3 separate regions of the Mus musculus genome follow, and regions 1 and 3 are each linked to region 2. The links are chromatin contacts, called in public HiChIP or PLAC-seq maps. All regions are on one chromosome and are shown on one strand. The core of a region is the stretch at or near the end of the contact, and the rest is flanking DNA. Distances in the headings are between cores, read along the strand shown. Region 1 overlaps Igf2bp2 (insulin-like growth factor 2 mRNA binding protein 2). Region 2 has its middle 9.5 kb from the start of Gm26744. Region 3 overlaps Senp2 (SUMO/sentrin specific peptidase 2).

Evidence for each region. HiChIP or PLAC-seq counts read pairs in DNA pulled down with a chosen protein or histone mark.
Region 1: an H3K27ac HiChIP or PLAC-seq map of double positive thymocytes shows a contact between it and region 2, with 6 read pairs. The contact joins two enhancer-like sites. A contact is called at or near these places in 7 of 484 Hi-C or Micro-C datasets (the C3H10T1/2 cell line, CD4 T cells, bone marrow-derived macrophages and 2 more), 5 of 115 datasets of contacts at active chromatin or transcription factors (T-cell acute lymphoblastic leukemia, bone marrow-derived macrophages, double positive thymocytes and 2 more) and 4 of 9 other capture datasets (adipose tissue, embryonic stem cells, liver and 1 more).
Region 3: an H3K4me3 HiChIP or PLAC-seq map of bone marrow-derived macrophages shows a contact between it and region 2, with 4 times the contacts expected there. The contact joins two enhancer-like sites. A contact is called at or near these places in 1 of 15 datasets of contacts at CTCF or cohesin (pro-B cells), 17 of 484 Hi-C or Micro-C datasets (3T3-L1-derived adipocytes, the C2C12 cell line, the C3H10T1/2 cell line and 9 more), 5 of 115 datasets of contacts at active chromatin or transcription factors (bone marrow-derived macrophages, double positive thymocytes, embryonic basal ganglia and 2 more) and 2 of 9 other capture datasets (adipose tissue and pancreatic islet).

What each region holds. Positions count from the first base shown.
Region 1 is chr16:22,066,134-22,069,575 of GRCm38.p6, forward strand. Igf2bp2 (insulin-like growth factor 2 mRNA binding protein 2) reads right to left here. Exons shown (of 16, transcript NM_183029.2): 12 at 2,010-2,126. Among named protein-coding and RNA genes, the nearest start is that of Senp2, 58 kb to the left of the region's middle. Within about 2 kb of position 1,513, at least 76 of the 459 cell types and tissues checked have an H3K27ac peak or open chromatin away from gene starts, as enhancers often do. A contact at or near this core is called in T-cell acute lymphoblastic leukemia and double positive thymocytes, where this site is marked.
Region 2 is chr16:21,834,766-21,838,012 of GRCm38.p6, forward strand. It overlaps a transcript of Map3k13 not described here. Among named protein-coding and RNA genes, the nearest start is that of Gm26744, 9.5 kb to the right of the region's middle. Within about 2 kb of position 1,791, at least 55 of the 459 cell types and tissues checked have an H3K27ac peak or open chromatin away from gene starts, as enhancers often do. A contact at or near this core is called in T-cell acute lymphoblastic leukemia, bone marrow-derived macrophages and double positive thymocytes, where this site is marked.
Region 3 is chr16:22,042,346-22,045,607 of GRCm38.p6, forward strand. It overlaps Senp2 (SUMO/sentrin specific peptidase 2), which reads left to right. Exons shown (of 17, transcript NM_029457.3): 15 at 625-709; 16 at 1,868-1,963. Among named protein-coding and RNA genes, the nearest start is that of Senp2, 34 kb to the left of the region's middle. Within about 2 kb of position 1,651, at least 11 of the 459 cell types and tissues checked have an H3K27ac peak or open chromatin away from gene starts, as enhancers often do. A contact at or near this core is called in bone marrow-derived macrophages, where this site is marked.

The sequences.
Region 1 (3,442 bases), core at 263-2,762, 230 kb after region 2:
ATGCAGGGCTTACGGGGCCATTACCAATAGGAGCATGAAGACAGCACTGAGGGCAATTTGAACTGTGGAGGCCCAGGTGAAGACATTTCAGAGGGAAGAATACAGTAAATGGCCTGGAGACCACTCCTGTGGTATTTTAGGGGGAAAAAAAAATCTATCTGAGGCTAAATTAGAGCATTTTGGATTAATGGCATTGGCAGAGATTTCAAGACAGCCTAGTACTGACTCTGTCATGTGGCCACTCTCATAAGCCAACCAAGGAAAAATATAAAATGTACAGTCTGAAGAGAATAGGAGCACCAGGAGGTGTAGTGGAGCTATGTATTTATTGTGTTCAAGGAGATAAAAGTTTAAAGAAAAGCCTTATACTAAATGGAATAAGGAAGATCGTGATCTCAGAGCAAGACCTCACCCAGCCAAGCTTCGGACTTGTGGAGAGGAATTAGACAAAGGCTTAAGCAGTGAAGAAAACCATCAAAGACAGAAAGCTGATGAAATGACTCGAGGGGCCGAGTTCCAGTTGCAGTAAGCGTGAGAACTAGGCAGCTTCAGTCACCTGGTTCTGGCTTTAGAGTCAAGAAAGGGGTTGTGGATCCCTCTGCAGCTAGGGAAAGCCACAGAGGCCAAGCCCCCGTTGGGTTCTTGTTACATTTCCACCCCCAGCACACTCTGACTTAAAAACTCTGTACAGGAAGAGGAAGAGAAGTCAACAACAGAGTTGATCTGGATCTGGTAGCTCCAGGCAGTCATTCCACCTGCTGAGGAGACCAAGAAGGTACTGTGGTCTGGTCTGCCTCAGGACCTCAGGATCCTAGTGGCCAGTGGAATTTCTGTCTAAGATTGAGGCTGACCACTTAGGTGTCTCAATGAGCCTTATTCTCTGTGTCTTGCTTTTTTCCTGTAAACTGAGGTTTGAATAAAGGAAACCCTCAAAGCCCTTCGGTCCAAGCTGTCTCACTGTAGAGTTTTGTTTTGTTTTGTGTTTAACCATCTCAGACTACAGCGTTAGGCACTAAGAAAGATCTCTGGGCACTGCAGACTATGGTCATCCTCATCCTTGCTGTCTGCATCATCTAGGCCAGGGTATTATACGTGCCAAGCCATCGGGCATAAAGCACCCCACACTCTCATCATGCCCAGCCCACCGTGGGCTAGCTAACCCCCAGTGCAAATGTGAACCCCTAACTGCAAGCACAGATGGATGCAGCTTGAGAGTACAGCAAGATGCCATCTTTCCCAGGGCCACCACTGTCCTCATAATGCACAACTCAGAATGCTTTGTTTTTGGTTTTCTTCCCTGTCACACTTGGCTGTGGGAGAAACTCCAGCTCTCAGGGGAAAAGTGTAGGCATTCTCTCTCCAAGTCATGAGACTTGGCATAACTCTGGGTTGTCTCATGGTAGCAAATTCTTTCCCGTAACAATGAAAAGCATTTCCGGAAGCGTTTCACGGGGGCTTTCGGAGTCACGGCCTCGCGCTGAGTCAGAGCAACAGCTGGGCTTGAGGCAGATCTGTGGCAAACAATCACTGACAACTGAGGGGGCAGAACATGGGCTGCAGCCACATCTGCACACATCAGTGTTGCAAACCAAGGGGAATTCCCTCTCCCAGACTTTGGCTCAGTCCTGGCCTCTTAACAGGAGACACTATCAGCTTTGTCTGCCTATGATCTTATCAGCACTTTCCAGAAAGTTCTTCAGTTTGCGTTCCCACAGTCTGTAAGTCCTTGAAGCCTGGGCTAAGGAGCATCAACATGCTGAGTGCTAGGCATAGATGCTCATTCTGCTCATGTGGGCCTTCTCTATCTTCTCGGGAAGAGGGGACAGTGCCAACCCTTGGAGGATCAGGTTTGGTCATTACTAGTTCTTTCTTCTAACTTTGGTTTGATTGAACAGGAAAGGACTAAGATGAAGAATGGGAGCTGACAGGAATGGCCATCTCTAGGTGCTGTGAGAATTCTCTAGCACTGACAGGAGGTGGCCCATGGGGACAGGCAGTAACAATCTTACCTTGATGGAGGCACCAGCAAATCGAGCGAGCTGTTTGATGTGTGCCCCCTTCTTCCCGATGATAGCACCCACAGCCTGGGTTGGGATGAAGAGACTTACAGTCTCCTGCTCTGGGTACTAGAAAAGAACACATACACAGCTATCATTCTGACCTGGCACCTCATGGCCCAGCCAAGTGCGGTTAACAGACCCAACATGGGAAGGCCTCGCAATCTGGGGAGATGGCCAAAGTGCCATGTCAGTGTGTGGCCTGGTGCTCTATAGATGAATCTGAGGAGTGATGTTGAACCTAAGCAAGATTGCATGAGCCTGCAAGGACCTCTGAGCACCCACCCACCCATGTTTGTGGGGCACATGTAGCTGGCTGTCCCTGGGTTCTCAGACACAGATTTGATATATATACTTCCTGGGCCTTCCTCCAAGAACCAAAATGGGTTATTTTGTGGTGACTCAGTGGATTAAAAAAAAAAATGTTTGTCATGTAAGCTTGATGACATGAGTTCAATCTCTGGTGGAAGGAGACAATTCCTGAACACTGTCCTGGGGCTGGAGAGATGGCTCAGAGGTTAAGAGCACCGACTGCTCTTCCAGAGGTCCTGAGTTCAATTCCCGGCAAGCACATGGCGGCTCACAACCATCTGTAATGGGATCTGATGCCCTCTTCTGGTGTGTCTGAAGAGAGCAATGGTGTACTCATATACATAAAATAAATAACTTATTCTAAAAGAAAGAGGGAGGGAGGGAGGGAGGGAGGGAGGGAGGGAGGGAGTTGTCCTGACTTGCACATGGTGCTCGCTGTATGTGCTGTGGTGGGTATGAGCTTTCACATATACAATAATATACAAAATAATAAAAAGCTATTAACCACGCCTGGTCAAAGGACAGAGGGGAAGCTGTCCAGCCCATCCTATAATGAGGAACACCACCTTACAAGGTGATTCGCCCTGCTGTGACCAGACTCCATGCTGAGTACCCAGGATGGTGGGTAAGCCACCTATTCCTGGAACCCCTGAAGAAAGTCAGAGGTTCTTAGGCCAGGCTGGCAGAGGTTGATGCTATAGGTGTCTGTGGGAATGATGTGGCTTTGCTTGCTAGACTTTGATTGAAGAACACCAGCAAAAAAAAAAAAAAAAAAAAAATGTGTGATATAGTGTATGCCTGTGTACATGTTCCTATGTGTGCATACATGTTAGAGGCCAGAGGCTGAGGCTGGTATCCTCCCTCAATCACGCTCTTTATACCTTAGTGTTACTATGAAGTACCCTACGGAACCTAGAGCTCACTGACCTAGTTAGATTACCTAGCCCGTGAGATCCAGAGATCTCTTACCACCAGTCCCTCAGTGCCAGGAGCACCTGGCACACCTGGCTTTTATGTGGGTGCTTAGAATTGAACTCCGGTCCATGCTTGTATGGTAAGCACTTTACCAACTG
Region 2 (3,247 bases), core at 541-3,040:
TCTATATACCACCATTATCACAACTTACTGGCTTAAAAATATACATTTATCACCTCACTTATGGGGTGTGGCATAGCTATACCCTCTACAGAAGTGTTCTGACAGCCTTAGTAAAGACAGGTGCCAGGGCTGAATTCCTTCTCCCCTGGAGGTCTAAGGGATTTGTGGCAAGTAATGAATTCAGTTCCTATGACTCTGGCTTGTGGTTATCAGACTAAGAACTTCTGTTCTCCCACCTCCTTGTTTCCTGCCAAGTGAGGAAGTCTACCCTCAGCTCATAGAGATCACCCCACATATCCTTGCCATGTGGAACCCTTCAACATGGCCACATGCTTCCTTGTAGCTACTGTGCGAGAAAGAGAGAGGTGGCAGACAGGTGACATGGTTTTGATGACAGTGATAGTTATGTATCCGTAGTCATGTTGATCTTACCCTGTTGATAGGAAGAAGCGAGTCCTGCACATGCTCATGGGAGTCTACTCATGGGGTGACACTGGTGCCTTGCCCAAGGCAGCTTCTCTACCCAAACACCACTGCGGCGTCCTCTTACTTTTTCCTCTAGTTTGCTGTTGGTGGATGGCTGCCACTGGGATATTTTAACGAATGGAAATGGGACAATCAAAATCAGATGGGTAAACATATCCACTCACTGTGAGTAGTGCAGTGTGCTGCGACTCTAGAAACAACTGGGCATGTGTGTGCATGCGGCCAGTCTGACCTCAGCAGAAGATCTGTGTGCAAGATGCTCTGCCTCATGTCCACCAGCTGGTGTGCAAGTGGAAAAGGACAGTGAGTGGGGCAGACAGACCAGCTCTCTGTCTCACATGACAGTGGGACGTGGGATAGGTCCCATCTACCAGTTGGGAACATGATCTGCCATTCAGTAATTACTTCCTCGGTCTCTCCTTTCAGAGTTCAAGGTCGTCCCAGGCTGTGCAGCTAGTTTGAGGCCCGCCTGGGAAACTTGAGACGAAATCTCAAAACAATAACACTGTTTCTTTAAGCTCCTTAAAGGACATTGTCACGTTATGCCTACTGCCAGAGGCACTGTGTGCACACCTGTTTCCTCAGACTTTCAAACGGAGGTTGTTGCCATATCAACAAAATAAAAGGATCTCAAACCCTTTGCAAGCAGGAAGTGGCATCTTGCTTTATTTCCATTTCTTTAACTAATGTTTAAATTGAACATTTTTCTTATGAGCTTTCTATCTTTTCATCTGTAACTTAACTGGTAGGTGGGCCTTTTCCTTGTTCATCTCATTCCTACATTTATCCACATTAATGATTCTTTTTAATTAACAGGTTTTTCATACAACATATTTTCATTATGTTTTCTTCTCCCCTAACCTAACTCTTCTCAGATCCTTCCCACTTCCATACCATCTCAAATTTATCTCTTTATCTTAATAATTATTGAACTCACAATTGTACAAGCTGTTTCTTTTTACATTTTGTCAATTTTATAAATTCCTCCAAATAAACTCCCTCTTTGGTTCGTTGGATATATATATCCATTGTAACATACTTACCCACACTCATTTTCAAGTCATGAAGGAGTTCTTTGTCTTCTCTAAAAATATCACCATGTGGTTTTCATGGAAACTGTCCCTGGACTGAGTTGTTTAGCCCTTTCATTCAGACCTGGTGCTGACTCTGAGATGTAGCCCTGGCTGGAGGAGGAGGCAGGAGTCTCTTCTTCCCCCTTTTCTTCAGTTTCAGGCCATCTGAAGTGCAGCCCATCTGCTGGGAAAGCCGCTGTCCACGATGGAGCCACAGCCGGGGTCAGAGAGGGAAGAGTGCGTGCTGGGAGTGACTTCCTCAGTACAGAAGAACAGGTTCATGTTTCTGCATGGATGTAAAGCAGAGCTTGTGTGAACTTAACAGAATATACCTTAACAAAGCCATTTGATGCTCTTCTGTGTGGCTTACTTTACTATTTTGCCTATTGTCTTATTGATTGCCTTTCAGGATTCTGGGATACTTTAGCTAGAGGTTAACTCGCTTCTCTGACAAAATGATTCCTGAGCAATTCCAGCAACATTGCACTTTCCCTTTCAAATGTGAAAGTATTTCAAGAATATTTTTCTGGTTTACAGTAGGTGGCAGCAATGGATTATCTCACTAGGCTCAGCATGCAATGAGGCAAGTGCAGGGAAATAAAAGCATGTGCCTTACATGTAGGAGCGTGTAGTGGTGCTGTCTCAGAAATGCACACCATCACCTGTGACTGTTTCGTAGCCCAGCTATGCAGTGAGCACCAGTTTACACTCCTCTGGGAAAATACACTTAAGGTTTTATTAAGTCACAGCTTGTCTTGCAATGTGTGAATTCTGCGCATGCATGTATGTGTACATGTGTATGGGGGTACATGTGTGTGTATACATGTATAAGGGACATTGTATCCGGGTACACATGTTTGTTGTGCATGTGGAGGTCAGAGGAGAGCTTTGGGTGACTTCCTTTATTACTAACTTATTCCTTTGAGACATGGCCTCTAACTGAGCCCGGAACTAGTGACCAGCGAGCCCCTCCACCATCTTGCTCCTACACCACAGGGCTAAGGCTAGAGAGCCACACACCCACTCCTGGCTCTGCTGTGTTGTCCTGGAATCAGAGCTCTGTCGCTCACACTTGAGCAGAAGGGCTCTTTACATACTGAGCCATTTTAAAACACCAGCCTGTCCTCTAAAGGATACACTTTTCAAAGATACGTATTTAGTACAGCCCTGAGTAATTTAATAGACTAAACTATGCTAAGATCGAGTCTTTTCCAGGCCAGTGCTTCCGTTGTGAGTAGGTTTCAGTGGAACCATGCCTTGCTGATTTAAATTTCAGGTCTGATATCATCTCATAGTATTTATCATTGTTATTTCTAGAATGGGGTGTTCCCTATGAAGTTAGCCTTTGGCTGAAGTCCACTCAGGATAGAAGCAAGCCAATCCACCGCTACAGCGGGCAGTCCCGGGATACACTTGTGTAGGCAGGAGAAGGCCAGTACAATGGACCAGTGCTCATTCGCTGTCAGAGAGGCCAGGACCAACCAACCAACCAGAGACCGTGACAGAAGTGTGAGCAATGGCTTCCACTTCTCCCTTTTAGAACAGCCTCAGAATGAGAAAAAAAAAAAAAAAAAAAAAGTGAAGATGGCAGGGGAACAACTCCAAAATTCAGTGTTCAAGGGAAAATTCCATCCTGTCCTGAATTCTGTGTGTAAAAATGTCTTAAGGAAACCAGGTTCTCAGATCTA
Region 3 (3,262 bases), core at 401-2,900, 210 kb after region 2:
TTTAAATTTACTTATTATTCTACGTAAGTACACCATAGCTGTCTTCGGACGCACCAGAAGAGGGCGTCAGATCTCATTACGGGTGGTTGTGAGCCACCATGTGGTTGCTGGGATTTGAACTCAGGACCTTCGGAAGAGCAGTCAGTGCTCATACCTGCTGAGCCACCTCACCAGCCCTTGACTTCAGTTTGCAAGTATTTTGTCTGTGTTTAAATTTATCAGGGAAGTTAGTTAATCTCCCTCATCCCCACCCCATGTCTTTATCGGCCTTTGACTTGGAAGTGTTTCTTCCTTTTCTTTCTTCTTCTAGAGTAGCTTGAAAAGCCTGGTATTAGTGGTGAACTCTTTAATTGTAGGTATAGAGAACTAGAAACTTCCAGTGTCTGTTGTAAAGGATTCGCTTTTTATTTTCTTTTAAAGTAAGTATGATATCTTTGAACATGTAAATTTTTTACTAGCATGAGAGGGAAACCTAAAAAATAAAAGTTACATTTCTAAAAAAACAAATAGATCCAGATTTGAGAATGACATCCCTGCTAAATATCACAAAGTTCTTTTTAATCACAGTGAGTGTTCTCTTGGGACTTCATTGATACATTCATTCTTTGTTCTTGTTTTCTTTAGTCAGTATTTACAGGATGAAAGCAAGACCAAAAGAAATACAGATCTCAACCTCTTAGAGTGGACCCACTACAGCATGAAGCCACATGTAAGTGAGGCTCAGGCCTGGACACCTTTCTCTTTCTTCCTTCCTTCCTTTCCTAAAGTGTGCTGTGTGGTGTGTGAGACCCCAGTGTATACATGTGTGTGGTGGGCATGCTACCTATCCTTCCCCAGTTGTAACTGCATTTGGGAATCGAAGGGACTCTGTTGCCATCCAGTGTGAGATTCAGCAGTGGAGTAAGCCTTCCGCTATTCTCCTTCTCATGTATCCCTTATGTCTGCCTGGGGCGATGCAGGCTGGGCACACAGCTTAGTCCATACAGGTTTATTTTCTAATGTTCCCAGCTGTGGTTCTGCCTCAGACAGGACTAACCCTCATGGCACGGTCTTAGTTGATTACAACCTCTGAGATGGTTTTCTCTTCTCACTTGAAACCGTAGGGACCCTCAGCAGCGGGCACTTGTCCTGGTTGTTAAGAGTATGTGAGCTCTGCAGGATTGAAGTAGATTCCTGTGTTCCACATTGATCTGATTGACCCTCTCTTCATCCCCTTTGAAAGTCGATAGTACTTTTGAAATGTCAACAGTATTTTTTTTTAATTAGTTTATTTTACATCCAAACTTCAGTTTCCCCTCCCTTCTCTCCTCCAGTCCTTCCTTCCAACCTTCCCTTCCCCTGACCCACTCTACCCACCTGTCCTCCCTTTCTCTTTAGAACGGGGCTCCGCCCCTGGGTATCAGCCAGCCTTGGCACACCAAGTTGCAGTAAGAGCATCTCTTCCTACTGAGGCTAGACAAAATAGCCCAGTAATGGGGAAGGGTCCCAAAAGCTACCAGAGTCAGAGACAGCCCTGCTCCCACTGTAGGAGTCCATCATGAAGAGTCACTAGTGTTCTTGTAATAAACCAAATGTGGGTCCTCTTATCTCAGCTCTCGCCGTGTGTGCTGGGCTTTGTTTTGCCTTTTAGTAGAGTTCTCACTTCTTCTTTCTTCTATGAATGTTTCTGTGGAGTCTCATGCACTGTACCCGTGGTTAGGGTTTTCTACCACAGAGAATAAGAGGGATTGTGCTTGTATGTGTGTCTGTGTTTGTGCAACAGCAGACTTATCGACCTTTATCATGCTGCTTTCACAGTCTGTTTAGAAAGAGATTAATGATGTCTGTGTAATGATATTTTACCTCTTTTCTGTTTGTTTGGTTTTAGGAGATTCCTCAGCAGTTGAATGGGAGTGACTGTGGAATGTTTACTTGTAAATATGCAGATTATATTTCTAGGGACAAACCTATCACATTCACTCAGGTGAGTCCAGGCTGCTGCTTGTGCACTTAGTTGGTACTATGCTTTGGCAGTGCCTGGCACATTTCAGGCTCTTCAAATGAACAGTACTGTTGCTGAGAACCGTGGGTAAGGCCCCCAGTTGTCAGAAGCAGTGTCCTGCGTGCTCTGTTGCAGCGTGTATTCTCAGGACTGCCCTGCTCTTGAAAGACCAGGGGGATAACTTGCTTGTCCTTCAACTTCATTTGTAACTGGTTCCTGTGTGTTACTGTTACTTTTAGCTAGAGAGAGGCGTGTGAGGATAGATGACAGCAGGGGGAAGGAAGCTGGGCCTGTCCTCACAGGACTCACCCGAGTATAAGATGGAAGCGGGAAGGAATGGGCTTTCCTTTCTGCAAGGTGGTGTACTTGAGAGGAGACACAGGCACATCAGAAGAAATGTTTACATTGCTGTTTGATGGTGGGCTCGCTCTTTGTCCAGCCACAGTTGACCCCAATTAAAATTATTCCTCAATCATAGACCTTCATTTGATAGTTCCTGATTGTCAGACAAGCTGCTTGTTGAACAGTAGAACTAAATGCTTTGGAGGAACATGAAGTCAGTTGGACTCCCTGCCGAGTTCATATCTTCCCAGTCTCAAAGAACTCACTACTGAGGAGTCTCCGCTCTTTCACTAGGAATAAATGTTGTGTTTTACTGGGCATGGTGGTGCATATCTCTAATCCCAACACTAGAGAGGCAGAGACTGGAGGAGGGTCTGTGAGCTTCAGGCCAGCCTGGTTTGCGTAGTGAGTGCCGGGCCAACTAGTACTACATAGTGAGACTGTCTCAAAAAAAAAAAATTAATGTGTTTTTTTTTAAAGATTTTTGCCATATATATCCTCCAAAAACTCAGTAATTTATTATATAGAGCCACTTATTTATAGCAATGTACCATGAATAGGGCAAATATGCGAACCTCAATTTTGAATTTTTTTGTGTGTGTGAGACAAGATTTCTCTGGGTAGCCAAGGCTGTCCTCATACTCAGAGATCTGCCTGCCTCTGCCTTCCCAGTACTGGAATTAAAGGTGCAGACCCCCACCTCCCAGCTGGAACTTCAATTTTATCAAACGTGGGGATGGGTGTCTGAGTTACAAATACTTTTGGGTGCTTTGCGTTTTGTTGCTCTGAAAACATGCCAGTGATTCTCCGTGAAAGCACTGAGTCTCTCTCGCTTTCCTACCCTAGACTCTGGTTTTATTTTGTTTCTGTTCTATTTTTTCTGATGCGGGGATACTGTGGAGCCAGACTAGCCTCAGACTCACGATCTTCATATCTTAG